Linked DNA regions of Astyanax mexicanus: region 1 is linked to region 2. A link is a contact called in public Hi-C data. All regions are on one chromosome and are shown on one strand. The core of a region is the stretch at or near the end of the contact, and the rest is flanking DNA. Distances in the headings are between cores, read along the strand shown.

Region 1 (6,268 bases), core at 2,895-5,394, 240 kb before region 2:
GGAAGAACATTAAAAGGAAAATATAAGACTAGTACAGACCATAGGACTAGGACTATGCTTAATCCCTGTAATGGAAACTGTCCATATATGAATAAGAGGGTAAAGCAGTAGGGCTCGAGCTAAATAACTAAGCTAAATCAAGGAAAAAAGGAACAGTGCTGCGAGCAGCCAGCAGGTGACACGCAGTGTACAATTTCCTCAGAATTCCTGCGCTCAACACTGACGGCTAGTGCCGTGTGTAACTGAGGGGAGCGATAACCCCACACCCACAGACATTAACTATATCTATAACCTGAGAGGAATGAGACAGAAATAGTGACTAGACTGACCCTCAGACCGCTGTTTACTTCCACGGGTAATCCTTAAACTCTTTTAGCACAAGAGCGAGCATAACGGCGGTGCTGTTAGCGCTAAAGGAAAACATATAACGTTAGCTTCACTTCGCCACACCAAACACGAAGCTCGACATTGTACGTTAGGAGTAGGTTAAGCTTTTTAAAATGTAAATACTTTATCAACACGGTTGTACCACCAACTTGCCTAGTTAGTTAACTAGTAAACCAAACTAGTTCACTGTGTAAAGTTAACTAACCTATCTGGTTTCTAACTCAAACAACAGCTCAGAGGAAAAAGCTAACGTTACCTCTACAACTACATTGAGACAGGTTCAGCTGAGCTAACAGCGTTAACTATACAGCAGTTACAGCAAATCAATCAAAGCGACTACAGCTAGCAACTTAGCTTAGCTCATTCGTACAACAAAGCTGTTGTTTATTGCTCTGAGAGGAATGACATAAGCTATAAAAGCCCAGCTGACTGTTAAACACACACACACAGTGTATTGCGGAGCTATTCATCGTTGGACACTTAAGATAACCTATCTAGTGTCAAATTAACAAGCTTGTTTTGACTGTGGTGTAAGCTAGTTTACCAGTTTGACAGTGTAACTTACAGTCAAAAAAACACAGCAATGAGTAACGTTAATATACCCACTGTGCCACATCCAAAATGCCCTATTGAATTGTGATACCCTGTCAAAGCATGCTTGCTAGCTGGCATGGAATAACTTGCTAGCTATTTTTATAGGTCAAGCTGCAAAGCTAAATAAACCAGTAAGTTAGTTAGAAATATGGGACATTTCCACAGACAAAAATCAATCATAAAATCAGGAGAAAAAAAAATAGCTAGCTCGCAATTCACACTTTTGTAGCTCACACTCAAGCCAATTTAAACAGCAAGCTCAGAACCTATAATACACACGGGAGAAAATCTATAGAGAATAATTACAAAAACACATGAAAACGTTCAAGGATTGAGGATGCCGCGCATGCGCACAGTCGAAGCTCACATTTCGACAAGTATTAGACAGAACTCGACAGAACACCAGCTTTATTTTTTTTCCACACGAAGAAAAACTAGACAAATTAGCCAACATGCTAAGGCTTAGCTAATATGCTATTTAGCTAAACACCACCAATCTCGCTAGCTTAGCTTAGCTTATTTTAGCTTAGCTTAGCAGCAATTCCACATACCCTCACAGTAAGCTTGTCAAAAGCTAACTTAGCTAGCGTCAACTCTCTAGCTTTCTGCCAAAAGGTGTTGAATCCAGATCCCGAACGTGTAAATCCACTACAACATTTTCTTTCTAGGTTTAAACTGTCTAGAGTCCCCCGACTAAGCTCAGCTGTTCTGCAGGCAGATGGAGCGAAATCTAGGGGTGGGTTTGTACTCTCTGGATCTGGAATCGCCACCTTTGGTGGAAAGCTAGCCAAAGCAAAGCAAACCCAGCGCCGCCGCGGGCTAGCTAACTTAGCGTTAGCTAACAGGCTAGCTTGCTAAATGAGTCTATGGTTTATGACTACTTCCGACAGATGACTATCGATAATTTATGATGAGAAGTAAACGCTCCGAGACAAGAGAGGGATAAACCAACCTCACTCCTCAACACTTGAACGCTCCTCAGAGGACAGGGAGACAGAAGGACAGGTGACTTGCTGCGCTGGCTGCTCCTTACTGCTGCTGCTATTGCTGCTGGCCGGTCGCCTTACTAAACAGACGCCATTTTGTTACAATGTTGTAGTTTACATGAATCCGACATGACACTGATTACAACCCAATGGAGTCTCATTAAACCTCACCTTCACAGCCACGGCTCCTCCCAAGAAACTTTAATATTGGCTAGAAAGGGCAAACGCCGATCCCTGGTTTGATAACGCGGGTGTCAATCACAGAGAAGCGGTTCAGCCTCTCGAGGAGTCGATTGGCTTCATAATCTGCCAATAAATCACTTGACCCGCCTTTTAAGGTAACCCGTGCTACCACCTTAACCCTGCGAAGCGGTGTTCTGGCAAGTTCTGCTACCTTGTCAAACCGCGCTACCCTGGAGTGTAGGCTATTTAAATGTAAAAACAAAAAATAGATATAATATGTATTTAAAGCAGGACATTACATTAGAACATTATTACATTAGAACGTCTATGTTCTAATGTAGTCTATATGGGATATTTAACCAGCCTAAATCGCGTTAGTTATAAAGTTAACGTAATAAACTGTGTTTAATATATTTTTTATTATTTTAAATATGAATTTTATTATTATTTATTGCCACTTACACTTTTGTAACACTCATAAGCAGTTAATGACAGTAAGCTCTGGTTGTTTAATAGTGAGAAACTATAATGATAAAATAATTATCACGAAAAAAACACCTAAAAACTGAAAATAATATGGATCAGCGCATGCGCCCTGCCGTAAGAGGCGCGTATCGATGGGTAACAGACCTCGACAGTACACCGGCGACTCTCGCCTCGCTTGGGAAAGGGGAGAAACTCTGAATTCTGGCAACGAGGCTAAGAAAACATCTGTTTTTCCACATGATGTGTGAGATTTACACTGCGGCTGCGATATTTAGCCAAGGTTAAATCATCCACCGTCCACGCAAGTCCACCTTAACTCCTTGAAGCGAGGCTCCTCCTCACGAGAATGAACCTAACCTAGCCAGCGCTAGGGCACATCAAGCGAGACGTAGCTGGCTATTTTATTTATTTTAATGGTTTTAATCATGATGTAGTTAACTGTGATAGATCAGCCTGTCGTTAAAGTGCATCAGAATCGCATTACATCACTTCGCATGAGCCACATAGCGTTAGCTAGCTAACTAACTTAGCTTAGCCAACTAACTAGTCTACAAGTCGTAGCTATCTATCTAACGTTATTTGACATACAGCCACACTTTAACACTTAAAACAAGTATCTTAGCTATGCTGGGTTAGTTAATGTTTAACTAGTTGGCTTAAAATGTGTTAAAAATAGGCTGTTATAGAGTGACTGTAGCTCATGATAAACTCATAAATCTCTCATAAAACATTTCTGACAAGATTATCCATCAAGGGGAGGTTTGACACGGCTAATGTGTGTAATGATGTCGGATCTAACACACTGCTGTCCTCGCTGGATCTAAGCTGCTCCTCCAGGGCTGCTACAGCTATAGCCGCTGCGCTCTATCTCACAGTCTGTATGTCTGTCTGCAGCCTCAGCCTCGCTGCATCCAGCCTCGCCGCGAGCCCGCGAGCTCCGGCTCAGCCACCCCGCTCCGCGCGCGGCTCTGGGCTCGCTAGCTAATGTGCTCCGGCTCCGGCTATTGAAAACAGATAGCATCTGGAAAATTCCATTTACGCGTGTCAAGCAGTGTAATCTCTGCGATTGATCCCAAATCCATCCACTCACTCACTCACACACTCACTCGATCGCTCGGTAACATTCACATACACAAACACACACTCTCTCACACACACTCAAACACTCACACACTCTCACGTCAAGTTACATCGCTCACGGCAAACTTGAACGATTAAAACATTTATAGCTAATTAAGAACTCTGAAGGCAGCAGCCACGCGGCCGCAACCGGGCTCTGTAACAGCTCTGTTACCTTTAAGTTCCTGGCGCGGTTTCTCTCTCTCCCTCTCTCTCTCTTTTTCTCTCTCTCCGCTCCGAGCGGTTGTGCGTTTATTGGAAACAGCGAAAAGGCGTAACGAGGTCAATTAAAATCCAGCGTTTGATCGGGCAGAATAAAGGCGCGCGGAGGCACAGGGAGCCTGATAACAACTAATTGAAAGGTTAATCTACATGGGAGTGTGTAACAAAGTAGTACCTCCCCTTTCAGCACTCCATCAGCACAGAGGAGGACTCGCTGGAACCGCCATGTGACATCACATCGCTCACTGCAAAACAATGTACATTGTTTCAAATTACATGGCAGGGGTGGGAAAATACACACACACACGCGCGCGCTCACTTTCAGGATACACACTCAATAAAAATAAAAGGAAAGGGAAAGTTTTAATAGAGGGCTAAAAAAATATAATGATAATAAATATGTAGAGGATAATAAGATTAATAAATTAAGATAACTAATAAATTGCTATGATTCTAATTATGCTGATCATTATTATTTTTTTATAATTATATGATTATTATTATTATGTTGAATATAATATAACTGATAAAAATAACAATAATAAGTAATATAATACAGGAAATTGACAAATCCTGCACCTAACAGCTGGGGTTATGCATAGGGCTCAGCCAGGATCTACTACTCACTCAACTAACAACAATAGCAAAACCACCACAATCTGATACTGGCTCGACAAGAATCCAGAAGCACAGCCTAACACTATGTTCATGGTCCATTGCCTCAACTGCCAAGTAACAGACCTACCAAAAAATAACCTATGAACAAACAGAATCCCTCCTTAATCTAAGCTCACTTCCTTTAACTATGGCAACAACACACTTACCTAAGCACAATCACACACAATAAATCACATTATAAGTTGCGTGAGCAGAACACAGCAACCACTACCATCTGATACTGGCTCGACAAGAATCCAGAAGCATAGCGAACTATGTTCATGGTCCGTGCCTCAACTGGCAAGTACTCAGACGTCTACAAAAACTCATGAGACAAATTATTACAAGAGCAGGACCACACCAATCCCCTTCATCCAAACTCTAACACAAACTTCAGTGCAAGCTCTTCTCAGGGGTCATCAGGCAGGCACCTTCCTTCGTCAGTGTTTCGCTGAATTAGGCCCACGACACCTCCAGAAGGCTCAACAGTGAAGTCTGGCGTCCCAGACCCATAATAAAAATAATAATAATAATAATAATAATAATAATAAATGTGGTATTACTACACAGCGAAATAGCTTCATAATAACACTAATACTACTAATAATAATAACAAGGATAAGATTAATACACAACAGTAAAGCTGCTTTGTGACATTTGCTGTAAAAAGTGATATATAAATTAAATAGAATTGAATCATAAGTATTACCATAAGTATAATACCATTAATTATAATAATCACCACAGCCATCATCATCACCACCCCCATCACCTCTATTATAATCATTATCATCATCATCATTAATATAGCAACCTTTACCACACACACATCTTTACATGGCAATTAATTAATCTAAAAAAAAAGGTCTTCATGGGCTCTGCAGTAAAATTTTAAAGAACCATTTGTATGCTTCTTTATGTGGTTAATTACCCTGCCTGGTTACACACTAATATTTTGTTGGACCACACATTAATTGGGACATTGTTTCGATAAGCTTCTGCACAGATTCTCAATGGAGTTAAGGTCTGGACTCTGTGGTGGCCAGTCCATGTGTGAAAATGATGATCTCATGCGTCCTAAATCACTCTTTCACAATTCCACTCGTAGGCTGTTGAAGTGGCTGTTTAGCTGACTCATAAATGCTCCTAGGAAATCCTTGCTGTGTGTGGGTGAGGATTATTCTATTAAAAAATGGCAGTTAAAAGTCCTGCCTTGAGAAGCAATGCCTGTGGCTGCAGGATGTCCTGCACATATCGAAGAGTTTTTTGTCACCTAACATATCATTACAATGGGAAATTTGCATCACAGCTGTCATAACGTAATGCGAAGTTGCACAAGTGTCTGCTGAAAAAAAATGAAAAGAATCCTGAGATAAGCTTATGTTTTAATAGTTGCTTTAATTAAGGCATTTGGTAAGCATACTTGCTTAAATCAAACATGGTGTCAATAGAATATCATTATTAACTCATTATTAACAATTATAACTACTTTCAGAGACTTTATGAATAAGCCCACAAGCCAATAAACCTCTAAGTTAGTTGCACCAAATAATAGATCCTACTGGAGTGTAAATCAGCGCTGTAGTGCAGGGCTTCACAGAACACACACGAACATGCACAGAAGTTAAGTGTTA
Region 2 (6,378 bases), core at 1,518-4,017:
GCCGCGCTCCATCTTGGCTAGCAGCTAAGCAATTAGGGGCTGTGCAGCTTTCACAGGAGAACAAATAGACTTTTTGTAGAAATGAATCCTAATAACACAGAGGCCTTAACCTGGAACAGCGAGAGCGCCCGGTTTGCAGGCGGACTTGGCCAGAGGCCACCTAATGCACCTAAGTGGCAGGAGATCAATGTCCACACAAGAAAGGGCAAAGAGCAGCGGAAAAGTCTCACCGTGGCCATAAAAGCCAATGTTGCGTTTCTGCGCAGGACTGCAGTGTACACTTCAGGGGTGACGGCAGGGGGGGGAGGCGCGGAGGCTTTCCTGGCAACCAGGTTAGTGCGGCCGTAATTCACAGCACATAAATCCAACAGTCATAACATGGAGTGGATGGAATGATGATGGAGGCCCTCTTCCGCTCGCTGCCGAGGGACTGGGGGTACTGGGAGAGGGGCTTCGAGCGCGAGGGTTAGAGGCCGGACAGTGAGGCATTAAGCCAAATCACTCAGAGTGAGAGCAGGAGGCCGAGCGATCACAGGAGCTTATGGGAAATGAATCAGGTGGGAGTTGGAGTCAAAGCAGGAGCCGCCAGGGACCATCGATCTGGGCAGGAGAGCGAGCGAGAAGAATTCGCACTGGGATTCATGTCTGCAACAAGCCGCCAGCTTTTACACACTCCTTCAGGCCCATTTACACTCGTAAGCTAACAGTGAGGTCAGGGGTGGGAAGCGAAGCTGACCTCTGGTTGGGAAGGAGGTTTGAGAGCACTTAAGAGGAACTGGCAGCTAAAAGCTGGGAAAAATGTGTGCTAGCAAAGAGTGGACAGGTGTATAGAACACTCATGAAGCCAATAAACAAGAAGAAATAAAAAATGTTTAACAAAATGTTACAGTACTGTAGAGGGTTGAGGTTCAGTGGATACACTGGCGAAGAGAACACATAGTATGCAACATTTTCACAAATCACAGCTCAATGATTCCAGGGTGGAATGTGTGAATTAGTGGACCTGCATTGGGGAAACTGTAGTGAATTTGAGTACTGCTAGGGTAACTGTAGTTTTGTTTGTCCCCTATGAGGTCCAAAACACAATATAAACTAGATTAAGTCTAATGCGCATTGTTAAAACTGTACCTGGAACACAAGTGTTTAATATACATGATCATGCTCATTTATATCTCTATTCGTCTCTGGGGTGGTGTTAATAGTATAAAATATTTTCTTTCAAATTTCTTAGCAGTGAGTATTTTTTTCCTATAAAATGTCCTGAATGCATTTCACCATTAAAAAGCTTTACATCTTAACCATTTGCCATCAGGGAGCATATTCATAACTTTTTTAATGAAAAAAAACTTTAAAATACCAAACTCTTCAGACCAAATCTGTCAGGACAACTATATTTTTTATACGATGCACTGTTCCAGAATTTATTGCAATAAATGATAAATCTTTTTAAACCATCTGACACATTTTTAAAGCACAATAAAGAGCAAAAAAAATAATATTCGAACAATGGAATTCAAATATATTAGTTAAAAACCAATAAAATAAAAACACTGTTTTAAAACAAATATGTCACATTGGATCAGTCATGTTAAGGGGGTCTCCTAATTTCTGCTAAGCAAAAACAATGGCTAATACTGAAGTTAGCAAAAACTCCTTATACTGTATAATAAGTTAATAATACACAGACCTACTTTAGACTCAGATTCCTCTTATAATTACCACTGTAAACAAACCAGTCTAGAGTTTTTTGATAATGGAAAACTTCACCACCACCAAACACATATAAATAGCTGTTTACATTTTAACCATTTTATTATGCAAAAATTGTGAAAACACTATTTTATGTTTTGTCCCATTATGATTACAATTTAGAAGGCCAATTACAACAACCACCCATTCTCTAGAACTACCCAATCACTAGTAATGCCCTAAACACTAGGAAGGTGAAAAGCAGCATGTGATCCAAGTGAATTTAGACACAGCCCTTTTTTTCCCCCCCAAGTTGTCTGACGCAGCACCACTGGGTTGCCAGCTCTGATATATCCGCTAACAGATGCCTGTGCTGACCAGCGTTTTATACTAGGAGTGATGTGGGGAGAGCATGCCATCTACCCACCCCTGAAAGAGCAAAGTCATTGTTTTTTTTTCTTTCAAACTCGTAATGGTCTTAATGGCAAAAGCAGCATGATCCAGAACTTAGGCATTCAATCTGAAAGTGTTGGTGCTTTAAGAGTATTATTTCCATTTTTAAAGATTAAACAGGTCAATAATAAATAAGGTGTCTAAATAAGCTTCAAATCACATGGTAACAACAATTAAAAATACTGGTTACAAGGCATTTTCTCTTTTAGGAAAAACATATTTTTAGACTGGCTACTGTCAAGAGGGGAAGTGTCAAGAACAGAGCACAAAAGATTAATCGTAAGACCCCACGTCCAACTCTCAGAGCTAAGCATCCTTGCTGGTTTGGACTTCATGAAGTAAAAAAAATAAAATAAAAAATAAAAAATGTTGACAAAGCTTTCCAGCAGAAACACTGCTGAGTAAATGTACATACTGCAAGTGTGCACAATGTGCAAAGGTTTGTCCCCTCAAATGCACCATTTTTCCTCCCCAATCCCCAACACACCTGCAGTTTAGCTTTCAGAGTGCAGCGGCTCATTTTTCCACCCGCTCGCAAATAAAGAACAGCACACTCATCAGAACCAGCCCCATCTGAGCCACAGGAAACAGTCACACAAAGGCTTCCCGAGAGAGACGGACAGAGCGGCCGGGGGCTGCACAGCACTGAGGGGCTCTTCCAGGCTGAGCTGAGAACTGCTGCACTCTATTATCCTCATCATCATCATTAAACTGTCTATTATACTGTTTATTTAATATCAAACAACATCCAGGTTACCTTGCACTGTTAAAATGAACTAATGAAATGAAATCTACACGTATTCATATACACGTCCATTACAACACCACCATGCGTCTCCCTGTATCCACAGGCGTAAGTGGGTCATATGTCTGACGATTAACACATTTTTGCCTCACAACCAAATACCAGCTCTCCTTGCATAACCAAACAAGAAGAAGGTCTCCGCAACCTCTAAAGCTGCAGTATTAAACTTTGATGAGCTTACACTGCCATCTGCTGGACATCACATATAATACATGAGTGCTGAGACCCCAGAGAAACAGGAGATTCTCCCCCCCCCCAAAGAAAAGTGCACATTAACTGCATTAGTTTTATACTTAAACTATTTTTTTTTACGATGCATAGACACAGACTGAGGTAAACAAACATAACAGTATTATGGGAGATAAGAGAAATACCAATAGTAATACTAATACTAACATAAGTAACAATATCAGAAATAATTACAGTCTCAACATTGAAAAAGGAGCAAGGACAAATATCCCCTATATTAACCCTCCTATTATCTTTGGGATCAATTTGACCCCATTCAGTGTTTAAAGCCTCTGAATGAAATGGCTGGCATTAGTTTTGTGATTCATATTTATTGTCTTTTCTTAATATACCGAAGACAAAAATAATAATAATATTTCAAATATTTCAATTTTAATGTCTGTTTTTAAGGCCGTTTTATGTGCATAAAACATAAGAAATATTAATATTTACATTCATTTGTGAGGTATCTATGACATTCAGTTGTAGAATCTTTCTCTAAACATCTCTTTTTATTTTAAGGCCTTCACAACAGAATACTTATTATATATATTTAATACTAATAAAACATTATAATGCCAGAACCATTTAGAACATGTTTAATTAAATTAAATTACTGGGATCATTTTTATCTAGAGAATAAAGGGTATTAGCAAATATGAGGATAGTAGGAGGGTTATGAGTATGAGGTTACAGTGTTCTTGTATTTAAATATGTTTATTCTTATTTGTTTCTGGTGTCAGATCATCCATTTTCCTAATTGCTAGCAAACACCTGCTCTTAATCAGAACTGTAAAGTAATAATTGTATAGTATATAAAGTAGTCTAGCAATTTTGTCTATTGTTCAAAAAGTTGAGGGATCCATCTTACAATTTCTTAATTTTCTATCATCACTTTTTGTGCTTGCTCTCATCAGGAACTAAGTTAAATATCTATGACTATATAAACAATTGTCTATACCACCAAAATACACAGACATCCACACTTTAAATCATACTAAAAATGAGTTCCTGCAACAATGATCAAACAGACATGAGGAAATGTATCGTTATACAGATGTTTGCCATATATTTTGTCCAGCCCAACATTATTTATCTAACTTTAGCTACACAGATTAACATGCATCTAACCTTAGCTACAGTAAGTAACATACATACATACATATATATATACATACATATATGTATGTTACTTACGTAGCTAAGGTTAGATGCATGTTAATCTGTGTAGCTAAAGTTAGATAAATAATGTTGGGCTGGACAATATATATATATATATATATATATATATATATATATATATATATATATATATATATATATATATATATATATATATAGCGTAAGATAGCGTAAGTAACATATATCAAATCTCAGATAGCGTAAGTAACATATATCGAATCTCAGATGGTGTAAATAACATATATCGAATCTCAGCTAGTGTAAGTAAGTTACATATATCGAATCTCAGCTAGTGTAAGTAACATATATTGAATATCAGCTAGTGTAAGTAACATATATCAAATCTCAGATAGACAGAGTAACATCCATCTAACCTCAGCTAGTGTAGGTAACATATCTAACCTCAGATAGCGTAAGTAACATATATCGAATCTCAGCTAGTGTAAGTAACATATATTGAATCTCAGCTAGTGTAAGTAACATATATCGAATCTCAGCTAGTGTAAGTAAGTAACATATATCGAATCTCAGCTAGTGTAAGTAACATATATCGAATCTCAGCTAGTGTAAGTAAGTAACATATATCGAATCTCAGCTAGTGTAAGTAACATATGTCGAATCTAGTAAAATTAATCTAATGTCGGATAGACAGATTAACATATATCTTACCTCAGCTAACGTAAACAACATATATCTAATGTCAGCTATACAGATCAACAGCCATCAAACCTTGGCTAGACAGATTAAAATCTAACTAACCTCAGATAGAGTGATTATTATTTATCTAACCTTAACTAAACAGATTAAAATTCATATATTCTCAGCTAGAGTACCGGTAATATATATCTAACTTCAACCAGAGTGATTATTATTTATCTAACCTCAGCTAGACAGATTATCATCTATCTTACCTCAGCTAGAGTGATTATTATTTATCCAACCCTAGCTACAACAATTAACATCCATCAAACATCGGCTAGAGTGACTAGCATTTATCTAACATCTATCTGAAACTTGGCATGGTGAAAATAGGTTCATGTTTACCTGCTCCAGAGAGTCGTATTCTATTTGCAATATATGTCTTTACAGCGACTAGACAAGCTGTATGTGTACATTTGCATGTCTGGATTGTCAACAAGCAACTATGCAGAAGAACACTGAACATCTATTAAAGCAGATGAATCTATACAATATTAACTACAGCAGTTACCACCCATCTAAACACAACTAGAGTGGATAACATGTATCTAACCTTAGCTAGAGAAGTTAACATCAAGCTAACATCTGCTACAGTAGTTAAAGCTACACCTCACTTTGAGATAAACTCTGTTTTTCACAAGATGGCAGTGTTACATAACACAAAAGAATACTGCACGTACTGGTTGACTTATAAGCAGAGGCAGAAATTAAATCTACACTGGCAGCAAACAGCAGAGATTATCATCAGGGAATTATTTGTAAAGTGGTAGTTATAGAGACCTTATCACATCCCTGCAGTTAAAAACACTGCATCACACTATAAAATAGTTCTTTACTGGCCCACAGTCTTCTATAAAATCACCACAATCACAAAGTTAATACTGAGATACTATAAAAAGATTAGCATACAATGTAAACAGCAGAAAATGATATATTTGTATAATCAGGCCTGAATGAAATCTCAGGAGTCTGTTTGAGAGATTAACACTATTACACGGATAAAAGACGGGAGACATCCCATATAGAAAGTCTATCAAATTTCCTGAGTCATGAAGAGCATGCTAGGCCTCTCCACCTGTTGCTTACTGGCTGGACGCCTCTTTGCCAGGCCTGACCTCTGTTAAGGGCAGTGAGACAGTATTAAGCAGCCTTATCATTTAGCTCACTGATAAGCTGGTTGTTGTCATAATGCTTTTGGGAGAAGTCAGGACTGTGTGTGTGTGTGTGTGTGTGTGTGTGTGTGTGTGTGTGTGTGTGTGTGTGTGTGTGTGTGTGTGTGTGTGACTTGAAGTGTTTTACAGTCTTTTATATACTGAAGTACA

The links. Hi-C and Micro-C count contacts between places; a contact is called where the count stands out from the background.
Region 1: a Hi-C map of muscle shows a contact between it and region 2, with 4 times the contacts expected there. The contact joins the promoter of kat6b here to the enhancer-like site in region 2. A contact is called at or near these places in 2 of 3 Hi-C or Micro-C datasets (both in muscle).

Annotation. Positions count from the first base shown.
Region 1 is chr7:38,199,905-38,206,172 of AstMex3_surface, reverse strand. It overlaps kat6b (K(lysine) acetyltransferase 6B), which reads right to left and starts at 4,144. Exons shown (of 17, transcript XM_007252265.4): 1 at 3,931-4,144.
Region 2 is chr7:37,957,805-37,964,182 of AstMex3_surface, reverse strand. The region is part of intron 3 of adka (adenosine kinase a); the gene reads right to left. Among protein-coding and RNA genes, the nearest start is that of adka, 21 kb to the right of the region's middle. Within about 2 kb of position 2,767, the one cell type or tissue checked has an H3K27ac peak away from gene starts, as active enhancers do.